7 separate regions of the Mus musculus genome follow, and regions 1, 3, 4, 5, 6 and 7 are each linked to region 2. The links are chromatin contacts, called in public Hi-C, HiChIP or PLAC-seq, Micro-C and promoter capture Hi-C maps. All regions are on one chromosome and are shown on one strand. Each heading gives the region's core, a stretch centred on a gene start, on an enhancer-like site or on the middle of the called end of the contact. The rest is flanking DNA. Distances are from core to core; before and after follow the strand shown. Region 1 holds the start of Edn3 (endothelin 3). Region 2 holds the start of Rbm38 (RNA binding motif protein 38). Region 3 holds the start of Gnas (GNAS (guanine nucleotide binding protein, alpha stimulating) complex locus). Region 4 holds the start of Ctsz (cathepsin Z). Region 5 holds the start of Nelfcd (negative elongation factor complex member C/D, Th1l). Region 6 holds the start of Prelid3b (PRELI domain containing 3B). Region 7 overlaps Gm46781 (a long non-coding RNA gene).

What was found. Promoter capture Hi-C pulls out the DNA fragments that hold promoters and counts their contacts. Hi-C and Micro-C count contacts between places; a contact is called where the count stands out from the background. HiChIP or PLAC-seq counts read pairs in DNA pulled down with a chosen protein or histone mark.
Region 1: a contact with region 2 is called in an H3K4me3 HiChIP or PLAC-seq map of stem cell-derived neural progenitor cells, with 6 times the contacts expected there. The contact joins the promoter of Edn3 here to the promoter of Rbm38 in region 2. A contact is called at or near these places in 1 of 39 promoter capture datasets (cranial neural crest) and 1 of 115 datasets of contacts at active chromatin or transcription factors (stem cell-derived neural progenitor cells).
Region 3: a Micro-C map of the G1E-ER4 cell line shows a contact between it and region 2, with 5 times the contacts expected there. The contact joins the promoter of Gnas here to the promoter of Rbm38 in region 2. A contact is called at or near these places in 3 of 39 promoter capture datasets (the 3T3-L1 cell line, the C10 cell line and hippocampal neurons), 4 of 484 Hi-C or Micro-C datasets (all in the G1E-ER4 cell line) and 1 of 115 datasets of contacts at active chromatin or transcription factors (embryonic forebrain).
Region 4: an H3K27ac HiChIP or PLAC-seq map of bone marrow-derived dendritic cells shows a contact between it and region 2, with 15 times the contacts expected there. The contact joins the promoter of Ctsz here to the promoter of Rbm38 in region 2. A contact is called at or near these places in 3 of 39 promoter capture datasets (the C10 cell line, liver and pre-B cells), 1 of 484 Hi-C or Micro-C datasets (B cells), 2 of 115 datasets of contacts at active chromatin or transcription factors (bone marrow-derived dendritic cells and extraembryonic endoderm stem cells) and 1 of 9 other capture datasets (adipose tissue).
Region 5: a contact with region 2 is called in a Hi-C map of B cells, with 5 read pairs. The contact joins the promoter of Nelfcd here to the promoter of Rbm38 in region 2. A contact is called at or near these places in 1 of 39 promoter capture datasets (liver), 1 of 484 Hi-C or Micro-C datasets (B cells) and 1 of 115 datasets of contacts at active chromatin or transcription factors (large pre-B cells).
Region 6: a promoter capture Hi-C map of liver shows a contact between it and region 2, with 6 times the contacts expected there. The contact joins the promoter of Prelid3b here to the promoter of Rbm38 in region 2. A contact is called at or near these places in 9 of 39 promoter capture datasets (the C10 cell line, erythroid cells, hematopoietic stem and progenitor cells and 5 more), 5 of 484 Hi-C or Micro-C datasets (the G1E-ER4 cell line and embryonic stem cells), 3 of 115 datasets of contacts at active chromatin or transcription factors (astrocytes, large pre-B cells and pancreatic cancer cells) and 2 of 9 other capture datasets (adipose tissue and liver).
Region 7: a contact with region 2 is called in a Hi-C map of CD4 T cells, with 7 times the contacts expected there. The contact joins the enhancer-like site here to the promoter of Rbm38 in region 2. A contact is called at or near these places in 6 of 39 promoter capture datasets (the C10 cell line, the HPC-7 cell line, cranial neural crest and 3 more) and 2 of 484 Hi-C or Micro-C datasets (B cells and CD4 T cells).

Annotation. Positions count from the first base shown.
Region 1 is chr2:174,759,144-174,762,205 of GRCm38.p6, reverse strand. It overlaps Edn3 (endothelin 3), which reads right to left and starts at 1,587. Exons shown (of 5, transcript NM_007903.5): 1 at 1,188-1,587; 2 at 381-693. The coding sequence starts at 1,239.
Region 2 is chr2:173,020,634-173,023,902 of GRCm38.p6, reverse strand. It overlaps Rbm38 (RNA binding motif protein 38), which reads right to left and starts at 2,001. Exons shown (of 4, transcript NM_019547.2): 1 at 1,633-2,001; 2 at 988-1,111; 3 at 522-576. The coding sequence starts at 1,863.
Region 3 is chr2:174,296,208-174,299,290 of GRCm38.p6, reverse strand. It overlaps Gnas (GNAS (guanine nucleotide binding protein, alpha stimulating) complex locus), which reads right to left and starts at 1,432. Exons shown (of 12, transcript NM_010309.4): 1 at 1-1,432. The coding sequence starts at 1,429.
Region 4 is chr2:174,437,779-174,441,025 of GRCm38.p6, reverse strand. It overlaps Ctsz (cathepsin Z), which reads left to right and starts at 1,987. Exons shown (of 6, transcript NM_022325.5): 1 at 1,987-2,276; 2 at 2,698-2,861. The coding sequence starts at 2,128. It also overlaps the pseudogene Rpl30-ps5.
Region 5 is chr2:174,414,005-174,417,214 of GRCm38.p6, reverse strand. It overlaps Nelfcd (negative elongation factor complex member C/D, Th1l), which reads right to left and starts at 1,411. Exons shown (of 15, transcript NM_020580.3): 1 at 1,259-1,411. The coding sequence starts at 1,345.
Region 6 is chr2:174,471,274-174,474,558 of GRCm38.p6, reverse strand. Prelid3b (PRELI domain containing 3B) reads left to right here and starts at 1,618. Exons shown (of 6, transcript NM_025531.2): 1 at 1,618-1,727. The coding sequence starts at 1,696. It overlaps Gm38546 (a long non-coding RNA gene), which reads right to left and starts at 1,548. Exons shown (of 2, transcript XR_867090.2): 1 at 970-1,548; 2 at 450-745.
Region 7 is chr2:174,600,937-174,603,941 of GRCm38.p6, reverse strand. It overlaps Gm46781 (a long non-coding RNA gene), which reads left to right. Exons shown (of 2, transcript XR_003953979.1): 2 at 669-1,130. It also overlaps a transcript of Zfp831 not described here. Among named protein-coding and RNA genes, the nearest start is that of Gm46781, 4.6 kb to the left of the region's middle. Within about 2 kb of position 1,466, at least 105 of the 459 cell types and tissues checked have an H3K27ac peak or open chromatin away from gene starts, as enhancers often do. A contact at or near this core is called in B cells, the HPC-7 cell line and pre-B cells, where this site is marked.

The DNA of each region.
Region 1 (3,062 bases), core at 338-2,837, 1.7 Mb before region 2:
TTGGGTCTGCCAAGCCTACCTTCCTACTTTGCCCCCACCCCAAAGCTGCTCTTAAGGGATTCCAAAGAGTTAGGAGGAAGGCTCAGCCCAACGAGCCTCTGGGGTAGGAGCATAGAACTCTGTGAGCATCTAAAGTCCCACCCCACCACATCTCAAATCCAGCACTGAGTTTCTTTGTAACTAGGTTCTCAGAGGGGAGGTGGGTTGCCCCTGGCCTGTGATAGGAGTCATGCTGCCTGGAGCCACTGCAGGAGCTGAATGCTGCACTGTGGTAGATTCAGGGATCTGAATGAGGTGGGCTGAGGTCTGAGCAAAAACCCCTGAAGCCTTAGGCCTGGCACAGAGCCACACTCCTCCCCCAAACCCCTAGGCCAACTCACTCAGGAGTGTTAATCCAGATGATGTCCAGGTGGCAATAGTAGACACACTCCTTGTCCTTGTAAGTGAAGCACGTGCAGCGGCGAGGGCGGTGGTGTGCAGGCAGCCCCTTGTCCTCTTGTTTCCCAGACCTGCCTGGTGCCCGTTCCTGCCCAGCGCTTTCAGGCTGTGCAGGCAGTGCAACTGTTGGGGACACAATCCTCTCACCAGGGCCAGCCACAGTCTCTTCACAGCCCCTCTCTGATCCAGCTTCAGGGGGACCCTGGGACACACTGGCTCTGCCAGAGTCCCCAGACTGGGGGCAAGGCACAAGTCCTGCAGGAGGAGGATTGAAGGGCTCCTAAGCTGCTGACACAGAGTTCTTGGCACCCACTACCCCGCCCCCCAAACCAGAATGAGACTCAACCAAACTTCTGCAATGTCTGGAGGAGGCTGGTTGCATTTTCCCCAAGTCTCCAAACTAAGCCAAATGCCTTAAAAAGTTTACAAAGCTCCGTGCACATTCAGTAAAAACTTGAGAGTTATTGCAGTCCCTGTGAAATCTGAAAGCTATTTGTTCTTCACTGGGTAAAACTCAAAAAAATTTTTGTATAGTCTCTGAAAAGTGCCCAAAGAAAGTCTCCCAAACTGAAAACCCCCAGACCCAGTGGAAGTTATCGCTATGTCTTCAGGCCCTTCTACCCGCCCCTGGGAGACTTCAGGGTGTAAAGCCAGACTTATCAGCTTCCCCGCAACACAGACCCGCGCCTGGCTTCCTTTTGTGTGCACTCCCGCGTGGAGAGGAGCGCCGCCCCGCCCCTCCCGCTTACCTGCAGCGGAGGTCACTGTGAGCCCGAGAAGGAGCCACAGCCCCGGCTCCATGAACCCCGATCAGGCGCGGGAGCACCGGGCCTGGAGGGTGGCCGCTTGTGACCGCAAAAGGGTAGTGAGACTGGCTACAGCTTTCGAGTCCTGTCGCTGCCTGAGCTGCGCGTCCCGGCTCAGAGTTACTTGGCTGAGGCGGTCACGAACTTTCAGAGCGCGCTGCCCATCCCTGCGCAGGGCTGGCCGGCTGTGGCTCAGGCTTTTCTGGCTCCCGCACCACCCCCTTCGCCTCCCCGCCCCTCCGAGGGGCTGGAACTGCCGCGCTGGGCCTTTGAACCCGGGGCTCACGGGGGTCGCTTTGCAAGCGCAGGGGGGGAGCTGACCAGAGGCGCATTCGCCCCAGGCTTACCCAGGGGTAGAGAGAGGCGGGGACGCCGCGCTCCCCGTGGGTGGATGGGGTAGGGTGAAGGCCCGAACAGCTGCTTGAAGGCCACACTCTGCCGGTGCTCACACTGCTCACTTACACATAGACTCACACTTGAAACCCCCTGCCCAGCCCAAAGCAACCTCACCCCCACCCCAAGAGCACCAAGACCATGAAAGGGCTGCACAGAAGGGCTGCTGGCTTCTTGTTCCTTTGAAGTCAGTCTAAAGGAAAAGTTCTATTCACCAATGGTCTTACCCTTGCCGAGGGCCCTTGTGCCACGGCCCTGGGTGTACTTTACTCTTCTGATTCATGGGTGCCCGAGCCAGCTCCCTGACTCTGGAAGATCTAAGTGACAGGTGGGGCTGTAGGACCAGAGCAAAGTCACAAAGATTCCACTCAACGTGAGTTAGCGGTTTCGGGGGAGCCCTATTTCCTCACTGGCCCCTTTAGTGAGGGGCCTCTCTCCAAAAGTCATACAAGTGTTGCTTTTCAGGGCACTGCGGTAGTTTAATGAGTCTACAAACCTTTGACTATTGTCATAAAATGTGGGTTTCAAAGCCATTCCTCCCCCTGCCAATATTTCTAATGATTGGCATTCTAAAAAGTAGAATCCAAAGAGGTGGCCCAGGTGGCTCTCATGAGGCAAGCCATGAAAGGGGTACACTTGTCATTAGAAGAAGCCCCAACCAGTCAGGCAAAGTGGTCCCATGGGGAATCCTATGTGAAGGGAAACTGAGGCCTCACAGCAAATGAGAAAGCAGATGGTAAGTAGAAAGAGACTAATGCCCCTGCCTCCAAGGAGTCCAGCTAAAGGCCAGTTGGTTTGAACTGCTGTGTGTCGCAAGACACTTTAGACTGAAGGCTCATACACAGAAAGATACTGCTCCCAGTTCTGAGGTCTTGGACGTCCAAGTATGTCCGGTGTCTATCATGGCTCATGGATGGCTCTTCTTTAATGGTGGATTGTGGTAGAAGGCCACGGTGCTCCGGTTAGCTATTACCACCTGACACCTCCAAGGTGCCACCTCCTAACAATCATCTTGGATTTCACCAGGTCAAGAGAAGTATCTATTATTCTCTCTTTCCTTGCCATTAAAATACCCATCTGCCATCGTCGAGGGCACTGACAGCCCAGTTGTCTTCACTGGTCTCTGTGGGTGTGGCCAAAGCAAACACTGCCTGGATGGACGTGTGCCCTGGGTCTTCACTCCAGCTGAGATAAGGAAGGTTAAAGGTGGAGAATCAGGGTTAAGAGTAAAAGACACTGTACAGAGGGCAGAGAGGAGGCAGGTGGCCCTCAGGGGAGGCAGAACTCTGGTCTTTTTTTTTTTTTTTTTTTTTTTTTTTTGGTTTTTCGAGACAGGGTTTCCTCTGTATAGCCCTGGCTGTCCAGGAACTCACTTTGTAGACCAGGCTAGCCTCGAACTCAGAAATCCGCCTGCCTCTGCCTCCC
Region 2 (3,269 bases), core at 752-3,251:
CAGAGCAAGTGACTCACACAAAAAGCCAACCAGTGGCAGTCACCTACTATGCCATTCACAAACATCAAACCTCAGCTGGTACAGACCCACAGTAGCTACCTTCGTGGCATCTGCCCACATCAGAGAGCACTCCAGGAAGAGCCCAGCCCACCAGGTCCAGCCTTAACATACACTTCAGAAGAGCTGCCCGCACTAGGTGTGTGCCAAACTCCCCAACTCGAGAGAGTTAGAAAAGCTGTCCCCACATTCATTCACTGCACAGGTGAGGAAGTGGATGCCCATGTGACACCTGGCTGAGGAGGTGTCGCATAACTGGGGGCAAGGTACACACCAGGCTCGAAGACATGTGCTCCCCTCTGGGTTAGAGAAATGCAGTGGGTCTTATCTCTCCCTCCACACCCCCAATACACAATCTAATTTCTGAAAACAGCCATTCCCCAGCCCTGAGAAGAGCTGAGAGGTCCACAGCTGTCCCACCTCAAGGCCTTCCTTCCCACCCACAGCCAGCTACAGCCACTCACCCGTAGGTGCGCTGGATCAAGGTGGGGTGTAGTTGCTGCACACCAACAGCAAAGCCTAAAACAAGAGAGCAGTTAGGAACAGCACACTGCATGGGTAAGGTCCCAGGGCCACACACAGGGAGGGCAAATAACACGCGCCACTCTCCTGGTCAAAGCACATTAAGTCCACAGGCTGTACCAGCTTTTCGGGATGATCCCCTGCCTGGTCGGCATCTGACTTCTTCCCTCCCCAAGAGTAGGAGACTTTGGAAAAAAAAAATCATTATCCCTGGGACCATAAACTGCCGAGAAAGAGGAGCAAGCTCCCAAGCCAGGGGTGGTTGCCCTGGGCTGCCTCTGCAGGCACATGATTGCTGGCTGCCACTCGGGGACAAAGGGGGAGCGGGGGCAGCGTTTTTCCATCAGACAGATACCAAAGCTGAATATAGAAACAAGGAGGGCTGGAAAGAAAACTCAAAGCTCTTACCCGTCTGTAAGCTCCTAGGCTTGGCACCCAGGTAGGCCAGGTTCACATTGGCCTTGCGACCATCGATGATAGGGTTAGGGTCTTTGCAAGCCCTATCAGCCGCTGCCCGATCTGCCATGGTCACCTGCAGGAACACAGAGGGTCAGGGGCTTTGGTGGCTGGCTGAGGAAAACAAGGCAGAGAAGGGAAGGGGGTTTTGCCCGGGCATCGGGCCATCTCTGGGTCTTTCCTCCCAGAAGAGTATCTGGTATTTAGGACCCTTGGGGCACTGTCTTCTCTGCCTCCAGGGCTGCAGCTCCTTCCCCAAAGTTCAAGTGCGGAGTGCCTTCAAGGACAGCGACAATCCCCTAGGAAGTGGAGTAAAGGGAACCTCAAGGGGAGTCCTCCCCACCCCCCCGCTGTCCAGGCCATCAGTAAGTACCGTTAACTTTCTCAGAGAATTAGTTTGGGGACACTAGAGTGGAAGGAAGTGGGAAACCGTCTTCAAGTCGCTGGCGCTAACAGCTTACGCTTCTTTGGGGCAGCTGGAAAGTGTGGGGGAAGGGCCGACGGCCCCGGGAAGCCCCGGAGTCCCGGCTGCGCGCGGCGGGTCTGGGAGGCGGTGGGGGAGGGGCGGCGGCAGGTGCGCGCGCCGCGGGCACTCACGAAGCCGTAGCCGCGGGACTTGCCGGTCTGGCGGTCGGTGATGACCACGGCCTCCTCGATGTCTCCGAAGCCCTCGAAGTACTTTCTGAGCGATGCGTCGGTGGTGTGGTAGGGCAGGCCGCCCACGAAGATCTTGGTGAACGTGGTGTCCTTCTGTGAGCCGTGCATGGCGCTGGGGGCGGCGGACGGCCGCGGAAACACACTCGGGGAGCACGCGGGCTGCAGCAGCATCGGGGCCGCCGCTACCGAGCCGGCCGGCGCATGCGGGGGTGTCCCAGGCCGAATCCGAGTTCCCCACGCTGTCCCGCGCCGCTTCTCCGTCCGCCGCGAAGCGTCTACTCCGCGCCCTGCGAGCTGCCGGCCGCCTTTGTAGCCGGCCACGCCCCGCGGTCACGCCCCTCTCGTTTAAGACACGCCTTTGGAAGCGGGGGCCGCCGGGAATTGTAGTTCTAAGTACGTCCCGCGTGCCAGGACGCGGGTCCGGCGAATGAGGTGACTTAGCCCCTAGGTGCTCGCCGGTATCAGCTTGTCTGTCTCGCGGGGCGCACGGTCCGGTATATTCCAAGCGTTGCTTGATTCAGTGGTTTACACCCGAGCGACTAGGGGTGCAAACGTACTTGTTAAAAGGTCCGAAAAAAAAAAAAAAAAAGGTCCGAAGGAGTGCCTCAGCTACTCATTCGCGAACCCTTGTGGTTTGATCTCCCCATCACAAAAACCTGGCTGGTGACACACACCTGTAAACCCAACACTCAAGAAAGAGAGTCAGTTCAAGGCCACCCTTGGCTATATACTAAGTTTGAGGCCAGCTGGACTAAATCATACCCTGTCTCCAAAAAATAAAAAATAAAAATAAAGGGCAAAGTGAATTTGCCATGTTTATAAAAATAATTCACACGCACACCATAATACATCACACGTACTTTGGCGGTCCTGTGGTGTCAGGGATTCTCTGCTGGGACTTCAACAATGGCATACCCCGGGACACTAGGTAGTCTGTGAAAATGAGGGCTAATCGATAGTGAATACACCTTTTACAGTCTTGTAGAAAGCTAAGAGCTTTCTACTTTCTACTTTCTACTGTGAGGAAGAACAAAGGCGGCTGGGCTCCCATGTCACTGACATGGGACCGCCTGTGGGGTCACCCTTAGCAGGAGAACAAGCAGAAGGCATGACATGGCCTGTGTAGAACGTGGGCCAAGGCTGGGACCATGATGCCAGTCTGCAGAACTCTTCCCCACCAGCGCAAATGCAAACGTGGGGCCCTTGTTAGAGACAGAAATTTCAAACAGCCGAGTGGAATACACCGGTGATCCTAATACTGAGGAGTTGGGAGGGTGGGAGGGTTCCGGGTCCATACCCTGCTACACAGAAAGTCAGAAGCTAGCCTGTATGATGGGAAACCATAAAATAGAAAGAAGAAAATGGGAATTTCAGCACAGAAGCAGGCACGATGCTTTAGCCTCCGGGCCAGGAAGCAGCCCTGATCCTGCGTCCCTCATGTCCCCATTCCTGGTTATCACACTGGGACCTGAAGACCTACAGCTTTTAGTGGGGCTAAAACTGGCCTGGCCCCACTGGTCAAGGCGGACAGTAAGGCAGGCAGCCTCTGGGCAGGTTCAGCCCCAGTCAGTCTAGTC
Region 3 (3,083 bases), core at 183-2,682, 1.3 Mb before region 2:
TGCCTTCAGACTCGGACTCGGCAGGAGTGGCTGGGGCGACTGGGGCTGCCCCTCCGTCAGGATCGGCGCGGACAGCTGGGGCTTCTTCGAGTTCTTCAGGATCCGACTGGAGATCTGAAGGCGTTCCTGGGGCTGTCCCGTCTTCTCCGGCATCGCTCTGGCTATCTGTGAGCATCGCGGAATCCGTAGGAGCTCCAGCATCAGATCCGGTAGAGACGGCTTGGGCAGCAGGGGCTGGCTTGGCATCCATTGCTTCAGGCTGGGTGGAAGATCCGTCCCCTCTCTCCGGAGAGGGGACTTTTCCTTCCACCGCAGTGGCGGTGGTAGGGCTTCCTTCCATCTCGGCTGCTTCTCGCTCAACTGGGGGTCTCTCTGCGCACTCGCTCTTATCTGGGGCTCCCGAGACTTCGATGGGCGGGCCATCACTTGCGATTGGGGGGCTGTCCATATTGACAGCGGTGTCGTCGTCGACCCCAATGGAGGCTCTGCCAATCTCAAGCAGGGGTCTGGTGATCTCCATCGGGGGGCTGTCGCATGCGAAGTTAGGAGGAGATCTGACAGCCTCGCGGAATGGTCTGTCAATGGCGCCTCGGACCCAGAGGGGAGGCGCGTTCTCGGCGGGAGCGAGGCAGAGCGCACTCGGGACCGCGACTGTCGGGAACTCGCCGCCAATGCCGATTTGTGGGATGACTCGCGGGAGTCCTGGGGGTGGGCTATCGCCCCCGAATTCTTCTCCACCGACCTGAAATGGCACAGATTCTTCAGGGGGAGGGCTGTAGTCTTCTCGGAAGCCAGCGTTTTCAAATCTGATGTTCCCGGGCTCCGCGGGAAGAGCTCTGGGGACCAATGCTTCCGGACCTCCTGGCGCAAGGTCTGGGACTTGCAAGGGAGGCTGGCTATGGTCTCCCTGGGCAGGCTCGTTGAACTCAAATGGCATAGCTTCTTCTGGTGGGGGGGTATAGGCTCCCAGGCCTGGGCTCGCGCCAGTGGGGGTCCCGGGCTCCAAAATCGCTGGGTTGAAGGCTTGGAGGCCTGATGGGGTCCCAGATGGTCCTGGCTGCTCCAGGGTGGGCCAGAAATCTCCCAGGCTGGGCTGTTGTGTCTCGAATGGCATGGCTTCCTCCGGAGGTGGGCTGTAGTCTCCACCCACTCGGACTTCCTCGAAGGCCTGGCAGGGGCTTTGGATGTCAGATTTGGAGTCTTCTGGGGGTCCACTGATCTCACTGCCAGTCTCGTCGGGGACGGGCTCATTGTTAGACGGTTCGGAGTCCGGTTCGGTCGCCATTTCTTCGGCTGGGCCAGCCCCAGCACCGGGGGCAGCTGCCCCTGGGGCTTCCAAAGGTTCTTGCTCGGGCTGCTCCCCGACTTCAGGGGGGATATCGTGTTGTCCTGACATATTATTGCCGTGGAGGCAGTTGAACATGCCCATAACACGGTGGCGACTTTTCAAAATAAATTTGGGGCCCCGTAAGACGGAGCACCCAGCCAAACTAGGGTGAAAAAAAATTTTTTTTTAAAAAATTCAAATTTTTGTTGGAAAGTTCTCCAGCCTCAGTTTCCAAACTTTGTAAGGATAGATAATCAGGGGCTAGAACCCAGGACCATGGCTGAAGTGAGTCATCTCTTGCTGGTGAAGTCTGTCACCTTCCTAGTTACACTTACCCCTTCGGGCTGTGGTCGGCCAACAACTTTAGGAACTTTTCTGTTCTCTCTTCGTACTTTGCTGTACTTTAGCTCCGCCTTCTTGGCATTTAAGAGCGTGCCGATTCGTCTCGAAAATCGTAAATAGAACTCTTTCTCTGCCGCCAGAGGACGCAGGTCTCAGTGCTGAGCCGGCTCCGGGAGCTGGCTCCCGGTGCCGGCTGCTCCCGACTTTGGGTAAGGGGGCTGATGAGCGGAGGCCTTGTAGGGACGTTCGGCTCCGTCCTCTCCTCTCCCGGACTGATTCCGAGTCTCTCTAGCTCGCTTTTTCCCTGGCCAGAGAGCGAGCGAGCTCTCTTGCGTTGCTGGGACACGTGACGCAAGACGTGGGCATTGGTCTGTTAGAGTACAGACGCTGAAAGCCTCCCTCCCCATCTGATTCTTCTCGAGGGGAGGAGGGACTGCAGGAGGGCTTTATCACCCCAGATTACCCCAGTATGCGGTAAATTCCTTATCTAAGGACCCCACACTCAGGCAATTACCCATACTCATCTCCAAGTCAGGAAATGGAGGCTTTAGGATACAAGGAAAGGGGTAGAGGCACACACACACACAAATGCGACAGGTGGTCGTGAGCCCACCGGAAGGGTAGAGACAGGGTGAGGAAGTGCCGAATGTAAACACGCAATTTGTTTCGTAAATGCTCTAGGGTACTTTTCTTTATTTCTTTTTTTTCCTTTTTTTTTCTTTTTTTAATGTTTATGTTTGCTGTTTGTTGGGGATGGCTCCAGCAAATCCCTTCAATGTCCCCCATCCCCATTACACCTCGGAGCTCTCAACAGTGGTATAGTGTGTTGTAGTCAGGGCTTGCTCTGTTTATATGGACGGTGATGCAGTAGAAATAAAGGTCTCAGCAGTGCACTGCAGAAAATCAAGCAAAGCCCCCTTAGGAGTTATTCATGTTTGCCGCTTTCGTGCAAATAGGGGAGGGGGCTTAAGGCTTACCGGAAGACCCCCCACCTAGCTCAGGTCTTGTACTTCTGTCTTCTGGGTAAAGGCAAAAGGAGATTTGGGGTGTAGTTGATGGCCCATTTAGGGTGGTCTCGCAGACTAGAAAACCTGAAATGCACTTAACCCACCGACCAACCGTGCCATGGTGGCAACAGCTGCCGAGACTCGCATCTTCCAGCCACCAGCGCCAGCTGCGGATTCCGTGTTCATTTCCTCTCTCAAGCCCTTCTCCAGCCCCCTTTTATCCCCTCCTCCTTCTGTTGTGAGCACCATAGAGCATTTGCTATACGTTGAACTGCAACAGTCCACCCAGGCGAAATTAAGCGCGGTCACAAAGCCTGCGGCTGCGCGCCCCTTGCGGTGCCGGGGTGGGCTCAGAGCTGCAGGAGTTTATACAGTCACATTGCCCGGTGGGCTCAGCGAATAATCAT
Region 4 (3,247 bases), core at 738-3,237, 1.4 Mb before region 2:
GTGTGGAAAATACTACAGCGTATGCACACTGGCTATCATTGACCCAGGTGATTCTGATATTATTAGAAGCACGCCAGAACAGACTGGTGAGAAGTAAACAAGAAAGTTTTCCTTTAATAAAACTTTGCCAGAGAGCCTTAAAAAAAGAAGAAGAAGAAGAAGAAGAAGAAGAAGAAGAAGAAGAAGAAGAAGAAGAAGAAGAAGAAGAAGAAGAAGAAGAAGAAGAAGAAGAAGAAGAAGAAGAAAAGCCGCCCCTGGCTGGCTTCTGGGGGGGGGACGACAACCTCTGTTACTCACAAAATATTTTCAGCTCTTCCTTTCTTCCTTCTTTCCTTCCTTTCATTCATTTTAATTAATTAATTAGCTAATTAACTAATTCAGAAGTTGAGCACACAGACTGCCCTTCCAGAGGGCCAGAGCTCTGTTCTCAGCACCCACATCTATTGGCTCACAGCAGCTTCTAACTCCAGTTCCATGGTGCTGGGTATGCTCTTCCGGCCTCCAAGGACACCCAGACTCATGCACACATATAACATATAGGCACACATAGACGACACATTATTTAAAGTGTATATTTTGTTAATTTTAAAACTCCACTCATTCATTTGCTCGTTATCTGTGCCAGGGATTGAACTTGGGACCGTGAGCACACTGAGTACACACTCTCCCGATAAACGCTGCTGCCCTATTGTGCTCTTCACTAGACCTTGCCTGTGGGATGCCATAGAATCGCCAAGACCAATTGTCCCCTTCCTGCGAGAGAGAGCCCATGTGGAACCCACGTGGGAGGCGACACTCCCCCAGAGTGGACCGAAGGGCTCTAAGGTCAATGCATGGTCACTACTGGGGAGAACTGGCTTAGGGAACTCAGGTCTCTGCCTGGGCCTTGGGAGGCCCTCATTCCTACCAGGCTACTTACCACCCAGCAGAAGGGAGAGGTTGCCATGACCCCCCAGGATGAAAGATTTCAACATACAGATGCCAGTGTTCATTTGCCTCCGTGACTACTTTATAGCAACAGGGAACAAAACTCTTGCGTTGTTAAGGGTAGCCCCAAGTTTGCTTCTGAGGTCTTGTTCTGCTCTCTGACAGGAGGTATCCAGCAGGCTTTTGAGTCTTGTTGGAATCCTGGGTGATCTGGAAAGGCAGGCAGCAAGACAGCCATTATGATTTCTGACTGCCCCTATCCACAGACAGAGGAATGGCTGTAGCCCCACTGGCCATCGCGCATCAGGAATCTCACACCCACCACCTGGAGAGAGCCTGAGATAAAACACCAGGGGATGTTTCTTACAGAAGAAGAGATAGCTTTGTGGCCTGGGACTGCTGACAATAGCTCACGGGGCACAGGGGGAAGGGGAAATTCTCCCATTACGAAACCTAGGCTGGCCAGGTCCCACTTCTTTCTCAGTTCCTCATCTTGGAAGAGTCTGGTTAGCAGGGACCCTTTCCAGAACCCCAGGGACTCACGATATATGTGCCAAGTGAAAAAAAAGAAAAAAAAGAAAAAAGAAAAGAGTAATCCTGGAAGGATCCTTCTCTGTGAAGGAGAGCTGTCTCTTCAGGAAAAGCCTGGGTCTTGGGGGGTGGAGAGGAGGGGCTCAGAAAGCCAGGCTAGAGTCCAATGCTGGGTATGACCCACACCTTCTTCCAGCCTCAGGATATCTCTGTGCGCTCCTAGGGAGACCTAACCTAATGGGACACTGCACCACACTCCAGAGCAGAGAAACAAAAGAATCTGGGCTGAGTGGGCCAATGGAAGCCTGCTGAGCCCTACCCTGCTCCAGGATGCCTGGGTCTCTGAATAGTAAACTTAAGTTTTGCTGTCAGTCCGTGTTATCACAATGGCTGGTGGCACTGTCAGGTCTGGGGTCTGGTTGTGTGACCCCAGGTTCTGCTGATCCGGTTGTTTGATTCCTAGTGAGGCAGATTATCTCCTGGGGGCTGCCGAGCGGGGCGGGGCGGGGGCAGGAGCAGCGGGGAAGGCCCCGCCCTCGGGGTGTGTCCAACTTGGGCGCCTCCTAAAGGACCGGGCGGGGCGTCCCGAGCGCGTGGGCCTGCGGGTCGGGTCAAGAGGTCGAAGGTGCTGCGCGTGATCCAGGATCCGAATTGGCCCGGAGCAGGAGCATGGCGTCGTCGGGGTCGGTGCAGCAGCTGCCCCTGGTGCTGCTGATGTTGCTGTTGGCGAGTGCGGCACGGGCCAGACTCTACTTCCGCTCGGGCCAGACTTGCTACCATCCCATTCGCGGGGACCAGCTGGCTCTGCTGGGGCGCAGGTGGGCGCGGGGCTGTGCCTAGGGAGGAAAAGGGTCAACTTCTAGGCCAGGCGCGCACCCCCTGACACTTGGGACCTTGCCCCATCCTCCCTCATTAGGCCTGGGAAGCACAAATCCCATCCCTTCCTTTTGGGATGATTTTCACATCCGGGGAGCTCTGGGGTTTGCTGGTTTGGGCAGTTCTCGCCTCTACTGCCTTTGTTAGTGAGCATTAGCGTATTTCGGAGATGCTCTGTCACATTCAGCTTCCAATAGTCCTGGGTTCTGCTGGTGGCTCTTCTGGGTCAAGTTCTGAACCGACCACAGTTTGGGAAGAAGGCCAACAGGAGAAATGACTGGATTTGTGGCCCTGGTGGGGGTAGGGAGAGGGGAGGCCCTATGCGTTCCAGAGTTGGTTTCCATTGCCATGATGTCCTCCCAGGACTTATCCTCGGCCGCATGAGTACCTGTCCCCAGCGGATCTCCCCAAGAATTGGGACTGGAGAAATGTGAACGGTGTCAACTATGCCAGCGTCACCAGGAACCAGCACATCCCACAGTACTGTGGTTCCTGCTGGGCCCACGGCAGCACCAGTGCCATGGCAGGTAGGTGGCCTGGCGCTCCATGCTAAGCCTAGGGCAGGGCCAGTATCTTGGCCAGGTGGGTGGCTGCACTTCACCATCCAATCTACCTTTAGGTGAGCCATGATAGCCATAGCCCGGGGCTACAGGGGCCCATGGCCCTGTACCATGATTCAGACTTGGATTTCCCCTCAGCCAGAGTGAGGTGGCTGTGTCATTCTGGAGTTCTCTCCTGTGGGCCTACTAGGGCCTCTGTGGGACAGGCTTGGGCTGGAATCTGGTGACAAGTGGCTCCCAGGAACCTTCCCTTCCTCAGAACTTGTGACTTCAGCCATTGAGAACCATGGGACCGGTGTTGCAAAATCACTGAGTTCACAGTTGGTTTGTGGGGCGTGGAAGTGAAACTGCTT
Region 5 (3,210 bases), core at 162-2,661, 1.4 Mb before region 2:
CTGAGTCTTCTTTCCTTCCTTATGCCCTGGGCAGGTGGCTGAGTCTTTCTGCCTTATTTTACTTATGAATAACACTCAATTCAAACTCTAGAACAGTGGTTCTCAGCCTTCCTAATGCTGCAACCCTTCAACACAGTTCCTCATGCTGTGGTGAACTCCACCTGTAAAATTACTTTTGTTGTTACTTCATAACTGTCATCTGCTACTGTTAGGAATCACAATGTGAATATGCAAGATATCTGATATGACCCCCACAGGGTCACAGCCCACAGGTTGAGAACTGCTGCTCTAGCGCCTAGCCTGCGATACCACACAAAAGCACTTAGCCCAACATCCAAATTAGCTAAATCCAACTCTATATATCCACCTCCGAGTTCCCAAGTGATGTAGTATGCTCTAGCATACAAACAGATGCCCAGGGTCTTATGTCCTACTGGTCAGCAGCTAGCTCTATAGGACCCCTGGAAGCTGCAACTGATGACTGACAGCTCCTGGTCCAGCAACCAACCAACCAACCACGGAGGGCTTCCCTCACTCGGTTCCAGAAACCCCTCACCTTTCCTCCATCACCCTCACTGCACCACTGACCACTCCACTGGTATACCTCACTGCATCCCATATTCATTCAAAGCTCATCTCACTTCCTGTAGAAAAGCCAAATTCCAGGGCCCCTACTCACTGTCCAGAAGGATATGGGAGGCTTAAGTCAGTCATACAGCTGGGTGGACTTCTGATTTCCTAACCCTGGTGTTTGGGGGGACACTGAACGATACCCGTTCCCCATCTCTCACCCAAATCTTGGACAGTCGGGGCTACGAGATCTTTCCTGTCCTGTACTCTAAGGATGAATGAAATCACCCAAAAGTGGAAAAAAAAGTTTGGTCTGTCCAGCACCGGAGAGTGTTTTCCCAACCCCAGAATGCTGCTGGAGTTTGGAGTTAGTTTGTTCACTGTATCACTGTGGTCCACTTCTCCCTTAGAGTCTGTCCTGCCCCCTCGGGCACCATGGCTTCTGCTTCGCAGAGATCAGCCCCAGGTGTCACTGGGAATCGGAATGCATGGGAAACTGAGGTCCCTAACGGGGCAGGACCGGCCCGAAGCCCTGAGTGCAGTTCCTGGACCCGCTTTGCTAGGGTCCGGGGTCGGAGGTCAGGGAGTCAAGGGTCACGGGTCCCCGTACCCGGGTCTGGCCGGAGCAGGAGCCGCGAGGACAGGACACAAACCCGGCTTCCTGGCGGAACGCCTACGGCCCTCTCACCTGGCCGCCGTCTGCCTCTTCGCCCCACTCTGAGGCATTCCCGAAGTAGTCTTCTCCCATAATTGTACCCGGCGCCGGACCCGCCATATCTGCCGCGTCTCCTCACTGCGCGTGCGCCGGACACAACAAATGGAAGAGCGCGTGCGCGGTTCTGGGCCTCAGGCAAGGCTAGAGAGGCGGAGTTGGAAAGGGGCGTGGTTACAGAGGAGGCGTGGCCTAGTCTTTGGCCTGCTGGGCGGGGAAACACCTTGTAGGATCTCTCATGAGCAAGATGGCTTGAGTCACAGCTTTATGTCTGCCCAGAACACTTCCAAGTTACCTTTTCTCCTTTTTAAGACAGGGTCTCGCCGGGCGCGGTGGCGCACGCCTTTAATCCCAGCACTCGGGAGGCAGAGGCAGGCGAATTTCTGAGTTCGAGGCCAGCCTGGTCTACAAAGTGAGTTCCAGGACAGCCAGAGCTATACAGAGAAACCCTGTCTCAAAAAAAAAAAAAAAAAAAAAAAAGACAGGGTCTCACTCGGAAGTGCAAGCATGCTTCCAGTTGCTATAAAAACCTCGAACCTTCAGTGAGCTTAAGCTTTGCCTGGACAGTGCAGCTGCCAACCGAGCAGGTATCACAGAAATGTTCGGATTTCTTTTACTATGGGCAAAAAGTACTCGGTGCATTGCAGAGCGAGATATAAAACATATTTCCAGTGGAGGAGGCCCTACAGCCTACAAAAGCCATGACTGGGCTCTGGAAAAGTGGACCCACTGAACACCTAGACTGAAGATACCTGGAGAGGCCTCCTGGCAGGTGGCCCCAAATCATCGATCGGGGAGGTTAACACCATGGGCTCTGGATGCAGACAGTGAGGAGAGGCTAGAGAAAAGAGCCAGCCATGTAGTACAGTCCTCAGGCACTGTCTGCAGAGCTGTTGGAATGCTATTTTACTTCTTCCTTCCTTCCATCATTTGACAAGTGTTTGTTGAATAACTCCTAAGTGCCTGGATCATTGATAACACCTGGAGTACAGTGACGTACTCAGGGACGAGATCCTTGCCACTTTGCCACCCATGATCCGAGGGAGCTAGCCTGCAAACAAAGGGGAGAAATGATAATACTGGATAACCAAAGTAAATAGTCTGTAATGATAGAAGAGACTTTCCCAAGATGCTCAGGGTGGCTCTTTCCATTCCAAATAACCTGGTGAAGAAAGTCCCCCACCAGAGCTTGTGGCACCCTGCATTGTAGTTGATGCCAGAGCCACCCAAGGTGACAACCACTTGCAAGGCTTTAGTCCGATGGCACATTGAAGCACTAGACACAGAGTTAGCAGGTAGTCAGCAGGAATTAGTTATTATAAAAGTTCATCTGGATTTTTGTTTAAGGAAAGTGATGGAACAGATATATCTGGAATGTCTAGCTATTTGCTACACCCAAAGAGGACTTATGGAGAGGAGGGAGGAAACCAGAGTTGCAGGGAGTGAGGAGGAAGGTGGAAAGGCAAGGAATGGTCTGGTAAGAGGCTACTTAGACTTCCAGTCTGTACACTCACAGATAGCCCAGCAGGAGGTAGGTTTCTGCCTGGGGACAAAGATGTGTTCAGGCTGAGGCCATTGGAGGCAACCCTGAAAGGCTTCTTTGCAGATGGTGGAAGGACCACTTTCCATCTCTCTGCTTGGTGGGTCTAGATCCAGCTCACATGATGAAGGAGCTTTAAGTTCAGGAGTGCCCTGCTATGGATTTGTTTCAGGCTCATTTTTATTTGTTTTCTGAAAATGTTGGGAATAATGAATGTCTGTTAAATTCCAACTATGGCTCTTAGATACTGTCTGAGTGGAAAGCAGGCAGATTCATTTATGAATAATTAATTGCACGTACAGAAGCAGGGATTGTCTAACTCACCTCTCCCTTAACCAATAAATGGCTAATTATGACAGTGGTTAACAAGCCTAGCAGCATTGCATCC
Region 6 (3,285 bases), core at 369-2,868, 1.5 Mb before region 2:
GCAATGGAAAAGAAGTAAGTTTTCTGGTATGACTTTGACAAAGAAAAAATCTTGAACTGGGGGCAAAGAAAGAAAAGAGAAAAGAGGAAGAGGAGGAGGAGGAGGAGGAGGAGGCAGAGGAGGCTGGCCAGCTAGCTGGTGAACAGCTTCATGAAGCTCTAGGGCAGCAGGGACTGACTGTTCTGTAGTGACTGCACTAGAGCCAGTAATACACAGCACTAACTTCACATCTTAACAAAGGCTGGGGCCCTCTCAGCAGCCCTTAAAACATTATCTCCCCAAGAAATCACTCAAAGTACTGAATATATATATATATAATCCCCCAGGTAAAACAAATTACACTTAGCAGCTACCAACCATATTATTTCCTTCCTGTCTAATATAATTTTTCTATCTTTTAAAATATAAACTGCTTTGGCTATTTTAAAAAAAAAAATGATCCACCCTCCTAAATTAACCTGGCTTTATTTGTTTTTAACAATTGAACAAACTAGGGACAAAGGGTAATTCTAAGTAGCTCTTTAAGTACCGAGATGCAAAGATTTTCCTCCAACTGTCATTTCAAAAGGCAAATTGTTCTGTCGGGAGGCACAGGATGCGGGGAACAGGGTGCGCAGAGGTGGGAAGCTACACCTGAAACCCAAGCCAAGCAGTTCGTCCATCTTACCCGGCACATCTCTGAATAGAACCACATGCCATCCGCTCCTGCCCCCTCACTTCTTAGTCATTCTCTCACGAATGTCATCTGTAATTATTAGGTACAGGGAGGAAATCACTGAACAAGCCTAGCAAGAGCCTCACCCTCACGTGCCTACAGACTAGAAGTCAAGCAGATAAACTAAATGGCCTAATTAATTCATTCCTCAAATAACTATTTCATTTTCAATAACCTTTAAACCCCTGCTATCCAGAGGTGCTGAGTGCCATGATGGAGACAGGCCAGGGCTGGCTTTCTGGGGGATGACTTACAATGGGAGCTAACAGATAAACAAGATGACTCCAGAGTGGTAATTGCTGAGGAATATGTAACAGGAAGTTGTGGAGGCACAGGAGGGCGTGGGCATCACTGAGAAATGGTGATGGAGATGACCTATGACCGTAGAGCAATTGGTCCAGCCCTGTCTGGGTGGCCTGTTCCACCAAGGGTAACCAACCCTGGGCTGGCAAGGGCACGGGTGCTGATTGAAACCACCCCTGTCCCGCCACCCCACTGCTTAGATTGAAGAGGTGGGACTAACTCTCTAAGACCACACCACAAAACCGTACTCTGGCAAACGCCGCCAGGCTCAGCCACATCCAATGAGAACTTTAGACACATATCAGCAACCCGCCAAACCAGCCAAAAAGTCCCGCCGCCAAGGCCCGCGCATGCGTAGTGCGGCGCCGGCCGGCCGCCTCACTTTTCGGCTCTGCGCCGGCGCACTGAGCCTTCACGAAGGAGGGACTTGATTGCGCCGAGCATGGGGGGCGGGGCTTGGTTGCTCTGAGCCAAGAAGACTGGGCAGGACTGCGCCGCGGGGCGGAGCCAAACCCGGCTTGGCTAGGCCGCGGGATGGCACTTCCGGGCGTCCTAGCGCCTGGCTCGACGGCGCCTGCGCGCTGCGAGGCCGGCCGGCCGGGACGGGGCGGGGCCGGCGAACTTCTGTGCCTCACTGTCCCCGGACACTGAGGGACACCGGGCAGGCAGCTGGCACCATGAAGATCTGGACTTCGGAGCACGTCTTTGAGTGAGTGTGGGTGCGGCGCCCGCCTCCGGCGCCCTCGGGGAACTTCCTGGCGTCGGGTGTAGCGAGACAAGCGGAGCTCGGGACTCGGGGGGATCGCCAAGGTCACGACCCCGACCCGAGCTAGGGCTCCCTGTCCCCAGGCCTGGGAATTCCTCCCACACCGTCGCCACTGACGGAAGACAAGAGCGGGCCGTCGAGCCTGATCCGGAAGTGACTCCAGGGGTCACAGAGCACGAGGCCCGAGGGCTTCACAGGGTTTTGGGGTGTCCTGAGCGCCGACGTATCCAGGGTATCCTGGAGTTTCCTGACTGATACCTGACAGACTCACCGGGACCTGACTGAACCCCGACGGCTTGTGGTGGCTGGAGTGCCCTGACTGATACCTGACAGACTCACGGTGTCGTGGCTGAACCCCAGTGATGGCATGATGGCCTGAGTGACCTGGGTTGTTCTGACTGAAATCCCCCATGTTATAGCGCCCCTCACCCCCACGGACATCTAGAAAGCTGGCCACCCACGTGGAGTGTCTTCCTGTTGGTCTCAGCTCATGCTACCATGATGCCAAACATTGATGACAGTCAATCTGGAGAGCAGATCTCTTGATTTCTTGATCAAGATCTCTTGATCTAGAGACCAGGGCCTGCTCTTGCAGATAATTTGTCACCTCTGTTTCCTATTCCTCTCAGCCATGACAGCTGACTGATAGCCAGTGTCTGCTATCACATCCAGTCACAGCTTTATGGTTCTCTGAACTTATAGTGGGAAACAGGATCAGAGTCAGTGGGGTGTTGGGAATTATACCACCCAGGTTCATGGTGCCACACACAAGAACAACAGAGCTTTCTACCTAAATAACTGGTTTACGCCTTGTTCCAGCCCTCCTTTCTGACTGATTTATTGTGCTCTATTCTACAATGTCATCTTGTCATAGTTATTGTTGACTTACATCCGAAACCACTTCCAGATGATCTGAGCTCCTTCACTCACTTGGCCAATGTTGCCACACTGTTTTAATAGTATAGCTTTATGGTGCCTTTTAATCTACAAATGCCAATCCTGATTACTGAGGGTAATTGTAAAAGAAGTTTTACATAGTAGATCATATCTGAGTACCTGCTGTGTCCCAGAAAGGACAAACTACTAGAACTAGAAGGGACTCTCAACGTTTGTACCACTTCTGGGACTGAGGGGCTGTGGTCCTTAGGATGCTGTCTGTTTCAGAACAAGGGGTTCTGGACCCCAGTCCTCTTCTACATCTGAATGCTTTGCTTCAGAGCTGTTGGCCCAAAGTGTCATCCTTAGAACTTAGAACTTGTTCCTCCCTTACGGTTCTCTACATCTATACTCTTTCCTCGGCTTGCCTCCCCCCTCACCCCCCCTACCCCAACCCTTGGATCCATCCCTTCCCTTTCCTAACGGCATGTGTTCAATGAAAGTCGGTCGTTGGTGATCCTAGTCTATTTTTGCCACAGACCTCTGGAGTAGATGAAAGCTGAAGGACCTGTCTTCTAGAAGATAGATACACAACTGCTCCCTGGGAGGAGCCCAGCAGTGCCTT
Region 7 (3,005 bases), core at 217-2,716, 1.6 Mb before region 2:
ACTCTTCTGCTCCTGGTAAGATACCTGGCCAACATGGAGCAGCTGTGGACTTGTTCTCTGCTTACTTTGCCATTAAGTGTGGTCAAGTGACTCTACCTACCCACTGAATTTCCTCAGGGCAACACAAACCCCAGGCCTGGATAATTAAGTACACAGCATTAGCCGCAGGGCCAGGTATAGCATCAATGCTAATTGTAGTATTGTTGAGAAAAGGATTATCCTCCAAGGACTCTCTCTGGTCCTAGGGCATCTCAGTAGACACAGTCCCAAGGGGATGCTTCCTTCTCTCCATAGAGCAACACCAAAGCTTTGGAGGAGGTTATCTGAGGAGACAGGAGCCCTGTGGCTTGCTGGGAATACACAGATCAAGGTGGCAGGTCACGCACACATCACCACGCCCCATAGCCTCATGTATCCACCTCCACACCAGCCCCCTCACATCCACATCCGAGAAGAGAGAACACGAGAACTCGGGTGTGCACTCACCCCAGCCCACGTGCGCTGGGAACACAAGGGGCTATCAACCTGTTACCCTTGCCCCTGTTAGAAGCCCATGGGCAATGGGGGACTGCTCATGGATCTCCCACCTAGGTGAGCCTGCCAGGAGGGCCAAGTGTATTTGCATATAATTTGCATGTGTTGACACAACCCTTCCCATCTCTGCACAGAGCTTTCCCAAGCTAACCTGTTATTACTGCCTCTCTGAAGTTGGCGCCGCCGCTCGCCCACCCACTGCCAGTGAGTACTACGCATGGAGACGGTCTAGGAGCTGGCAGATCAGATCAGATCACTTCAGCAACTCGCACAGCCTCACAGCCTCAGTTTCTCCTCTGGACAATGCATACCAAGACAGCTCTGTACAAAAACTCCCGATGTAAAATGTCCAGAGTGAAGTATTGCTTGCATGGAGGGAGCTCTTGATTTGCAGCACAGGGCTCAGAACGGCCTCTGGGTGAAGAAGTCGGTTCCCTAGGCCTCAGTGACTAGTTGTCACAAACTCAAAACTACAGGACTCTTAGTTAAATTGATATTTCCTGGGAACAGTTGAGTAGTGTTTTAGGAAGAACTGCTTCTATACGACCTTCTTGTATCAAGACAATAGTCACTGTTTAATTGAAATTTAAAATTTAGCCGGGTGTCCTAGATTTTTATCTAAACGCCTTACCTGGGGCCGAGGCCAGGGGGCTCCTGTCATTACTAATATCCTGTTTTCTTACTGTTCTTACAAAGCTCTGGGGGACATGGTCTCTGTTTCCCAAATGTCCTGCTTCCTACTCTCGGATAGGAAGCAGGGGGGGCAGGAGGCTTCATGTGAGGTGAATTGAGAATTGTTGAGGGGGAGGGGAGGGAACACATGCTTCCTAATCTAGGTACAAAGCTAGTCTGTGCTCCCCTCTACTCTCTGTGAAGAGACTGGGCGGTTATCACTGTGAACGTGAGGCCCATGCTTCCTGTGGTGAAGAGCGCGAGTGTTTTCATCAACAGAACTGGTTTCTAGGGCCTCCTCACAGGATGTGAGGCCTGTGGCAGGTCACAGAGGAAGAGGCAAGCTGTGGCAGGGGCTACAGCTTGGGGCGGGAGGGCTGGTGGTGGAAGGGGGCTGCATGTGGGCCAGGCTGTGTCAGTCCAGGGGCTGGAGCAGGAATCCAGCCCCATGGTTATCTACAGAGAGCTCTCCGTCAGGCTGCATTCTGCTTTCCTTGATTCATATTCGGTATGATGCTAGACTTACTCCATTACAGTCTTTAAGTCTTTATCTAAGCTAGGCACCATGCAGGATGGGGCAGAGCTCAGCATCTGAGGTTAAGCCCCAGTTCTACTGGCTCCTCAGAGCCATGACTGAAGGAGCCAGGGATGGAAGTGTGGCTCAGTTGGTAGAGCGCTTGTCTAGCATGCATCAGGCCCTGGGTTTGTGATCTGCAGAGTGCATAGCACACCTGTCATCCCACCATCAGAAGGTGGCAGCAGGAAGATCAGACTGTCTAGGTCATTCTCAACTATGTAGCACGTTCCGGACCATCCTAGGCTACCTGAGAACCAGGAAAGACTAGAGAACGCCCGTCAAGCTTGCCTATGAGCCATGTGTGGTAACTAGGGAGAGCTCTGCATCTAAGGGCTTTGCCAGGACAAGCTTTTCACCCTGGGGAACAGGGACACTATTAGAAAACATGTGGCTCACCCAAGAGTGACAGTTTCCTTCGAGATTTGTGAAGAAGAGGAATTGTACGGTAAGACCAGAGGATAGATCATGGAGTGTATTGAGAGATAAAAATCCAAAACTTAAAACACAAGACTCCACATTCTTCCCATAAAGTAGCACTGGGCAGGCCCCACCCTTCGGGCAAGTTGCAAAGATGACGTAACACAAGGCATCACTTTTCCCTGCCCCCACCACCTTCATGAGACAGATCTTCCTTCTGGGAACATATGTTTCCACCATGTCTGCTTCCATGTGAATGGTTAAACCCTAAGCATCCACAGCAGCTGGGGCACTGAAGTAACCCCTTGGGCTCTCACAGGTTGCTAATGGCATGCTATGGTCAGACCTCCAACAGAGGCCAGGCACCTCGAAAAACCATTTTCCTCTTGGCTTCACCAAGATGTAACTGTGTACCTGTGGTTCAAGTATGGCTAGCCTAGAAGGGACCAGAGGATTTCATAACTAATGGAGACCTGTCCTTCGCATCTGTCCCTCATGAACAGTGTGCCCCGCCTATAGCATCCATCTAGCCCCCTTCTCCTAGGTCGAAGGTGCTTCAGAGGAGGACTGAAAGAAAGTGGCCAGGGAACTTGAGGTGTGTAGGGGCTAAAACACACTCAGGCCTATGAATCTACAGTGATATAGCTCACGGTCCTTGATGCAATCATCTGAATGCCAAGGGAGAATGGAGGTGACCACATCACACCTGAGTCAGTGTCCTGCTGGCGCACAACCAGATTTGCCCATTATCCAGAGAGGCTTCGTAGTCTAAGAAAAGGAGATTCTCCCCCAGGGCCTGGGAATG